Linked DNA regions of Mus musculus: region 2 is linked to region 1. A link is a contact called in public Hi-C data. All regions are on one chromosome and are shown on one strand. The core of a region is the stretch at or near the end of the contact, and the rest is flanking DNA. Distances in the headings are between cores, read along the strand shown. Region 1 overlaps Lrp2 (low density lipoprotein receptor-related protein 2). Region 2 has its middle 18 kb from the start of Bbs5.

Region 1 (4,580 bases), core at 1,161-3,660:
AGAACTATAATAGCAGGGTTTGCGTGCTGTTTTTTTTAAAAGATTTATTTATTATTATTATATCTAAGTACACTGTAGCTGTCTTCAGACGCACCAGAGAGGCCATCAGATCTCATTACAGATGGTTGTGAGCTACCATGTGGTTACTGGGATTTGAACTCAGGACCTTCGGAAGAGCAGTTGGTGCTCTTAACCACTGGGCCATCTCTCCAGCTCCGAGTGCTGTCTTTTTATATTCAGTAAAATAATCCAAAGAAGTTATTCTTGTGATAACCGAAGGAATGCAGTGTTTTTTTGTTTTTTTTTGTTTTTTTTTCTGTTCCCACCCCCACCCTTTTGATCCTCTTCTTTGCCTCTGCTTACCAAGTTCAATATCAGGTCTATATCCTAAGGTATGCCTATGGCCTAACTGTCTCTCTTAAGTGACTATATTACTTAAGTCTTCCGGTGTCTCACACCTGCAATCCTAGTATTTGGGAAAGGGAGGCAAGGAGATCTGGACTTGGCTGCATAGTGAGTTTGAGGCTACCCTGGTCTACAGAAAACTCTGTGGCTCATGCCGAGAGACCGAGAAAAGTCTAAAGTATTATAATCAACCATCCAGGTTTCTAATACTGTGAAGACATTTTGTAGGTGAACTATTCTTTGAGACAGTGATGTTTTCCCGTTCATTCTCATTGCACTGGGGTGCAGTCAAGGATTGAACAGCCCACACAGGAGCATCCTCATTGGTCTGGCTGGTGGGCTGCTCCTGTAACTCTGGAAGCCCTGCCCATCCATGTCTCCTGGCATCCCTCTGTGAGTGGCATTCCGTTTTCTTGGGGGCGGTGCTCATTTGTGGGGTGAGACTGCCCCTTTGTCTTTGGCAAGGGTCAGGCGTCTCTGCTCCCAGGCTGCCAGTGCACTGCCAGTCCCATCTCCAGGCTTTCCCTTCTAGGCAGTTCCCTTTTCTCTCAGTAGCAAAGGAATTCCAAGAGAAATACCAGAAACCACTCTCTCAGTATTACATCAGCTCTCCTTTTTTTCTTTCACAATCCCTAAAGCTTGCCATGGGGTGAGGACTGTGGGGGGTGGGGATTGTAGGGGATGGAGATTGTGGGTGGGGGTGGGGATTGTGGGGGGTAGGGATTTTAGGGGTTGTGGGGATTGGTATTGTGTGTGTGGTGGGTGGGAGTTGGGGGGTGGGGATGAGGATTGTGGGGGGTAGGGATTGTAGGGGGTGGGGGTCGTGGGGATGGGGTTGTGGGGGGTAGGGATTGTGGAAGGTGGGGGATGGGGATTGCATGGTTTAGGGGTTGCTGGGGTGAGGGTTGTGGGATGGTAAGGGGGGTGGGGACTGTAGGGGGTAGGGGTTGGGGGTTGGAGTGCCAGCTGTCTTGCAGTGGAAACTTGATAAGCCTTGATGTCTTTTCAGCAAGAGTGACTTGCTTTTACAGTGTGCCCTGTCCTGTGCTGCCCATAACCTGTTCCTCTGCCTCTTCTCCCCTTCAACGTAGCACATTTCCTGTCCTCCCATTATACAACCCTGAGCTCTGTGAGGCTTGTCTCTACAGGAGCTCCTTAAACGCAAGAGACTCGCATCGCTTCTGTTTCTAACTGGCAAGGTGTTTTGAGGTCTGTAGTTTTACACGTAGCCTGATAATAATGTGATGCGGGAAAACCAGACTTATCAAGCTGCCAGGTGTTTGTTTTTAGGGCTTACCCAACACTTTTAGTTAGATGCACAATGGGAACCGCAATGGCTGACCAGTGGCAGATGAGAGTTTTAAATTTCAGCGAATACCCTTCAGTCGCCCCACCCCCACCCCACCCCCAGGCTCTTTCTGGGACATTCATACAGACAGCCCCACTTAGAGATAAGCTCAAACGTCTACATTTGAGGGCCTTTGTGACTGGAAGGCCCCCTGCCACCTGCAGAGGCCTCTTCTGTGACCTTCCCTGTCAAAAATTCTCGAATGCATGGTTTATTTTTGAGGCTGTTTGTGTCAAAGATGACTTTTTATCGGTGTGAAGAGAAACTCTATTTAAATCAAATACAGGACGTTATGAAGCCAGATCTGCGCTCCTTTAAGCTGAGCTGGGAGTTCAGGAGAATTGTTTTGGTTTCTTCTCTGAAGCATTTCAACTCAGTAAATCCTCTGCAGGGTCTTCACCCTCTGCATGGCTGACTCGGTAGACTTGAGGTGTGGGGTGCCTTCTTCCACGGGTCTCTCCACTGTACGATTCGGTGGTAAATCAAGAATAGAGCCGAGTAATCTCTACATGGGATCTGGTGTCTTTCCACCATTCATTGGCCCTTGGTAGTTCTGACCTGGCAGTGGAGTTTCTGTGGCATGCAGGAACAGTTTCCTGGGCTCATTGTTTCTGACTGACAAGACAGGCTGGCTGTTTGTTGACAGAGTGACATTGTGCTGCTGAGGTCAGGGCAGGGAGGCCATTCAGCACGCAGGGTTTCACACAGCCAGGCAGAGGTATCTTAGGTGATCTTAGCCCAAAAGTAGGGCTTGAATTTTGTCAAAGCAGTATTTGTTGGTACTGGAGTTGGGCAGAGAATAAGAAAGGGAGGGATAGACATAGATCGATGTGGAGGGACCATGCATGGGCTAGGATTCATTTCGAGCCGTTTCCACGGCGTTCCTAGTTTCGTGAAAGTAACTGCTCTACTTTTGTTTCCGTATTTTATTCGACTGATGATAGATGTTTAATTAGTCTTCATTTTTCACAGTTAGGGATCTAAATAGCACATAGGTAAATAGGTAAATAAGGACTTACATGGTATAATGAAAGCACCAACTCAGAAGTTGTCCCCTAACTTTCACACACATACCCTGGAATGCATGTAAACACACACACACACACACACACACACACACACACACACACTTAATAAAAATTAGGTGGTATCTGCTCATAGTGACACTCTTTAATGCCAGCAGAGGAATTTCAAGGCTAGGATAGCCAGGTCTACATAGAGACTTTATTTATTTATTTTTAATTTTTTTATTAGGTATTTTCCTCATTTACATTTCCAATGCTATCCCAAAAGTCCCCCATACCCTCCCCCTCACTCCCCTACCCACCCTCTCCCACTTCTTGGCCCTGGCGTTCCCTTATACTGAGGCATATAAAGTTTGCACGACCAATGGGCCTCTCTTTCCATTGATGGCCGGCTAGGCCATCTTCTGATACATATGCAGCTAGAGACACGAGCTCCGGGGGGTACTGGTTAGTTCATATTGTTGTTCCACCTATAGGGTTGCAGATCCATTTAGCTCCTTGGATACTTTCTCTAGCTCCTCCATTGGAGGCCCTGTGATCCATCCAATAGCTGACTGTGAGCATCCACTTCTGTGTTTGCTAGGCCCTGGCATAGTCTCACAAGAGACAGCTATATCAGGGTCCTTTCAGCAATCTTGCTAGTGTATGCAATGGTGTCTGTGTTTGGAGGCTGATTATGGGATGGATTCCAGGATATGGTGGTCTCTAGATGTTCCATCCTTTTGTCTCAGCTCCAAACTTTGTCTCTGTAACTCCTTCCATGGGTGTTTTGTTCCCAATTCTAAGGGGCAAAGTGTCCACACTTTGGTCTTCATTCTTCTTGAGTCTCATGTGCTTTGTATCTTGTATCTTGGGTATGCTAAGTTTCTGGGCTAATATCCACTTATCAGTGAGTACATATCATGTGAGTTCTTTTGTGATTGGGTTACCTCATTCAGGATTATGCCCTCCAGGTCAATCTATTTGCCTAGGAATTTCATAAATTCATTCTTTTTAATAGCTGAGTAGTACTCCATTGTGCAAATATACCACATTTTCTGTATCCCTCTGTTGAGGGGCATCTGGGTTCTTTTCAGCTTCTGGCTATTATAAATAAGGCTGCTATCAACATAGTGGAGCATGTGTCTTTCTTAGCACTTGGAACATCTTCTGGATATATGCCCAGGAGAGGTATTGCAGGATCCTCCGGTAGTACTATGTCCAATTTTCTGAGGAACCACCAGACTGATTTCCAGAGTGGTTGTACAAGCTTGCAGTCCCACCAGCAATGGAGGACTGTTCCTTTTTCTCCATCCTCGCCAGCATCTGCTGTCACCTGAATTTTTGATCTTAGTCATTCTGACTGGTGTGAGATGGAATCTCAGGGCTGCTTTGATTTGCATTTCCCTGAAACAAACAAATAGATAGGGATTATAATCAATACACTTTCCTAATGCCAGAGGCTTAGCTGGCTGTTCACAGTTAGATAGGGAGAGGTCAGGGATATGAAGAGTATTTAAATGTGGTAGTAGTTGACCAAGGACTGGACCATTTGAGCATCCTTCAAACTTTATAATTGTGAAGAAAGTCTCTTGTAATGTTGTATGTGTCATTTACATTAGAATTCCTTGTCCTTTGTGTGTGAGATGTGTATCTCTTTTATGTAAGGGACGTTCAGCCTTTTAAATGCATGAGTAATTTAGGAATAAACAAGATAATTTTAACGTTGCTTATGACTTTGACGTCAAAGCGAAGGCACTTGGGTAAACAGAAATGCCCAAATACTTAATTTGAAGCTACAGACCAATTTTTTTTTTTAAATG
Region 2 (4,580 bases), core at 955-3,454, 99 kb before region 1:
CTTATACACAGAATAAAAATAAATAAATCTTTAAATAAAAAAGAAAGCATTTGATCGCACTTACAGTTTCAGAGGGTTAGAGCCCATGATGGTGGAGCAAAAGTGTGGTGGCAGGGATAGCTGAGAGCTCACATCTGGATCTGCAAAAAGGCAGAGAGGACAGGAGGGATGGTACAAGCCTCAAATCCTGCCACCACAGGACACACTTCCTCCAGCAAGGCCACACCCCCTAATCCTTCCCAAACAATTCCACCAACTGAGGACCAAATTTCCAAACGTTTGAGTTGACGGAGGCCACTCTTGTTTAAACCACCATAAGGCCTCATAACGTTACCCTGGGTGGCCTGGAACTCTATGTAGGCCAGGCAGGGCTCCAACTTTTGAAAATCCTGCTTCTGCATCCTAAGTGCTGAGACCCTAGGCATGTGCCACCATGTCTGGCCTGGCACTACACCTATTTTCGGAGCTTAATGTTCACTAGGTGACAGAATCTAGAATCCCGTTTTTCCACTTTCAGAAACTCAAGCTATTTGTTTACTTTTTAATCTTTACTCACTACCAACTTAAACTTCATCCGACCGGTTCCACCAGTTTCCAGCTTCTCTCTCTTCTGTTGTCCATGTACTCTCCATTTTTAGACCTGAGCCTTCCTTCTCCCTGAACTGCACTCCCCTTCCCCCCTCTCAGTAGAGCCACTAGTGCCATGGTTCTCAACTTCCCTAATACCATGGCCCTTTGATACAATCCCTCAGGCTGTGGTGGCCCTCAACCGTAAAATTATCTGCACTGCTACTTCACAACTGTAATTGTGCTTCTGTTATGAATAATAATGTAAACATATGATATATAAAGATACCTGACATGTGACCTCCCTCCAAGGGGTCTCGACCCATAGGTTGAGAACCCCTGCTCTGGAGAGAGACTGTGATAATTTCAGTTATGACGATGGACCTTAAGACAAGGTAGAGAGAGAGAGAGAAGGATGAAGTAAAACTAAATGAAAGAGAAGAGAGTAGAGGAGGGTGGTGAATCCATATATATGTGTGTGTATGTCCATGTACGTGTGTCTGTGTATATCCACATACACAGTACCCAGCTCATACTGGCCTTGAACTTCTGATCCTCCTGAGCCGTCCTCCCTAGGGATGGATTACACATGTGCCACCATACCCAGCCATATAAGCAGCATAGTCTCGCTCACTCATGTTTCTTTCTTTCCCCCTTTCTCCTCTTCTTCCCACCCCTCTGTTTTTGGTTAAAGACTTATTTTATCTTAATTGTGTGTGTGTGTGTGTGTGTGTGTGTGTGTGTGTGTGTGTGTGTGTTTTACCTGCATGTAAATGTGTGTCCCACACGCATGCAGTGCAGACAGAGACCAGAAGGAGTCAGCTCTCCTGGAATTGGAGTTCCAGACCGGTGTGAGCTACTGTGTAGGTGGTAAGAATTGTACCCATGTTCTCTGGAAGAACAGCCAGTGCTCTTAACCTCTAAGCCGCTGTTCTGTTCTGTTTTGGAGATAGGATCTTGCTAGGGAACCCTGGCTGGTCTGGATCTCACCGTACAGCCGAGACCTGAAGCTTGAACCCAATCCTCTCCCTCAGCTTCCCAAGTGCTTTGACTTCAGGAGTTTCTGGGCTTCCAGTGGATGGAAGTAGACACAGCTGCAGCGATTGGTAGAGGTGATTGATTTTAGGACAGAAAATCGAAGTGGAATTATATTCCCCAAATATCCTATTGTGGGCTCTTTTTAGCCTTAAAATCGTGCTAAGGTTCGTGTTCAGAACAGGTAATCACTGTTAAGGGCAGAGCTCCGCCCCTCTCTCCTAATAACAGCACGATGATGATCTCTGTCTACACAATGAGAGCCGATTGATATCTTTGGATTCCAGTGATAGCAACTTCAAAAGCTTCCAGTAAGTCTTGGGGTTCAGCTACCCTCCCACGACAGATTTAACTATCACCTTACTCCAAGATAGTTTAAAACAACACAAGAATAGCAATCGGAACAATAGCAGCTGTAACCAGAGCCAGTCTCTTGCAAAATCCCGATTCCAAGGCAAAGCTGTGCCAGCGTTGAACTTCCAAGTGACTGCCTGCGCCAGCCTCGCTCGCCTCTCTCGTTTCACAACGCAGGACTCTCCCACTAAAATCAATCACTCTTTGTCCCAGCTCGTGTTCTCCTAGGTACAGGAGTTAGACTAGTCCTGGACGGTTAATTAGCCATAAATCCATCTCTGAAACACAGAGCAGTGTAGCTTTCTTTGTACAGTCCCGATGTCCGTTCTGCATCAGCGCTTTTTAGATGAATTGAGCGGTGCTAATGCAGGCGTGTTTACTGCGCACCCCTCTCCCTGTATGCCGATCCCTGGCTGTCCACGGAGGGCTTCCAATGGATCAAACTTACAGTCTCCTGGCTAGGCCATGTTTACTCCAACAATGGAAACCCATGGTCCTGTGTTGCCCCAGAATGGGCTGCTGAGGGCCACATTGACGCAGAGGCCGGAACGAGTGGCTCTTGATCCTGTACTTTCCCAGTGACAGACACGGGGGCTCAGAAAACTTTTCTTTGTTCTTTTTCTTTCTTTCTCTTTTTCTTTTTCTTTTTAAAATCTTGATTGTCATCTCAGACTCATTATGAGTTCTCAGAGGGAATGTAATGTAATGTAGAAATTCGTTATTAAAAAGGGACATCTTGCCGGGCCTGGTGGCGCACGCCTTTAATCCCAGCACTCGAGAGGCAGAGGCAGGCAGATTTCTGAGTTTGAGGCCAGCTTGGTCTACAAAGTGAGCTCCAGGACAGCTAGGGCTATACAGAGAAACCCTGTCTTGAAAAACAAAACAAAACAAAACCCCAAAAAACAAACAAACAAACAAACAAAAAAGGGACATCTTGAAGGGCCAGGCATAGTGGCACATGACTTTTTCTTTTTTACACTCCATATTTTATCTCCACCTCAACCACCCCCCCCCCACATGCCTTTAATCCCCATGTGAGGTAGAGGCAGGTAAGTTTGAGACCTGCCTAGTCTACACAGTGAGTTCCAGGACAGCCAGGGCTATGTAGACAGACCTTGTGTCAAAATCAAATCAAATCAAATCAAATCAAACAGACAAACAAACAAACAAACAAGGGCATCTCGGGTGGTGTGTGCGTGTGCACATGTGCCTGTGTGTGTGCGCGCACGTGTGTATGATGTGCATGCTCAGTTGGTAGAGAGCTTGCCTAGCATGCATGAAGCCCTGGACTCCATTCCTAGCACTGAGTAAACTACATACACTCGGTGTGATGGTTGGTGGTGCCTGTAATCCCAGCACTCCAGAGATGGAGGCAGAAGCATCAGTGTAGTCGGGGGCTGCATAGCGGGCTTCAAGTCAATTTGGACTTCTTCTGGTTCTGACTCAGCAAGTTAATAAACAAACAAGCAAAAACAAATCATTGTAGGTAAGTGACCAAAGAATGGAAGGTGGTTTTCTTGTTTACACCAGTGGGGTTTTCCCGGTTGCCTGTAGCTTTCTCTCTTGCTAGCCATGCTTTTTGAATCAAGTTAGTAGGAGAAAAATGTCCTCCCCCTCAGTGTAGAAGACCAGCAGTGAGCTCTGGCCACCGGTTCGACTCCCACACACAGAATCCGACAGAGAAGCCTGCTCATGGTCAGGTGTGGTGGGGAGACAGAGACAGGCAGATCTCTGAGTTTCAAGGCCAGCCTGCTCTACAGAGTGAGTTTCAGGACACCCAGAGCTGTACAGAGAGAGCCTGTCTCAAAAAAACGTAAATAAGCAAACAGATGAAATAAATCAAAGGAGGGGAGAAGGCCAATCTTTTTCTTTGTCAGCGTCAGAAATTTTGTGTACCTGCCTCTCTGCCATCTAAAACAGGGAGTAATTTGGTCAGTTGATAACCACTGCTTGGTTGCATTGTCAGAGAAAAGTACGAGGTAAACATATTTGCAGCAACAGGCAAAGCATAGTGAGAGTTGGAGAGATGGCTAGGAGTGCTCAGTGCTTTATCAGAGAACCATGGTTCAGTTCCCAGCACCCACACAGATGCTCTCAACTGCTCTAATTCCAGCTCCGAGGAATTTTGATGCCCCCTGCTGGCATCTATCGACACTGCATGAATGAAGAAATACATACATACCAGCAAGACACTCATACCTGTAAAAGAAAAATAAATAAAATTAGAAGAAGAAGAAGAAGAAGAAGAAGAAGAAGAAGAGGAGGAGGAGGAAGAGGAGGAGGAGGAGGAGGAGGAGAAAAGAGAAAAAAGAAAAAAGAAAAAAAGAAAAAAGAAAAAAGAAAAAAGGAAGCCGGGTGTGGTGGTACACACCTTTAATCCCAGCACTTGGGAGGCAGAGGCAGGCGGATTTCTGAGTTCGAGGCCAGCCTGGTCTACAAAGTGAGCTCCAGGACAGCCAGGGCTATACAGAGAAACCCTGTCTTGAAAAACAAACAAACAAACAAACAAACAAACAAACAACGAAAAAAGGAAGCATATGAGCATTAACGAACTTGAAAGAAAATTCTGAGTTCCAACATGGGCTGCTTGCTGGTATCTCAGGAGATACTCAGCGTTTAACAAG

What was found. Hi-C and Micro-C count contacts between places; a contact is called where the count stands out from the background.
Region 2: a contact with region 1 is called in a Hi-C map of extraembryonic endoderm stem cells, with 1.6 times the contacts expected there. The contact joins two enhancer-like sites. A contact is called at or near these places in 27 of 484 Hi-C or Micro-C datasets (8-cell embryo, differentiating embryonic stem cells, embryonic stem cells and 3 more), 4 of 115 datasets of contacts at active chromatin or transcription factors (embryonic stem cells and stem cell-derived neural progenitor cells) and 1 of 9 other capture datasets (adipose tissue).

What each region holds. Positions count from the first base shown.
Region 1 is chr2:69,528,156-69,532,735 of GRCm38.p6, reverse strand. The region is part of intron 9 of Lrp2 (low density lipoprotein receptor-related protein 2); the gene reads left to right. Among named protein-coding and RNA genes, the nearest start is that of Lrp2, 56 kb to the left of the region's middle. Within about 2 kb of position 2,410, at least 39 of the 459 cell types and tissues checked have an H3K27ac peak or open chromatin away from gene starts, as enhancers often do. A contact at or near this core is called in extraembryonic endoderm stem cells, where this site is marked.
Region 2 is chr2:69,627,010-69,631,589 of GRCm38.p6, reverse strand. No RefSeq gene overlaps it. Among named protein-coding and RNA genes, the nearest start is that of Bbs5, 18 kb to the left of the region's middle. Within about 2 kb of position 2,204, at least 17 of the 459 cell types and tissues checked have an H3K27ac peak or open chromatin away from gene starts, as enhancers often do. A contact at or near this core is called in extraembryonic endoderm stem cells, where this site is marked.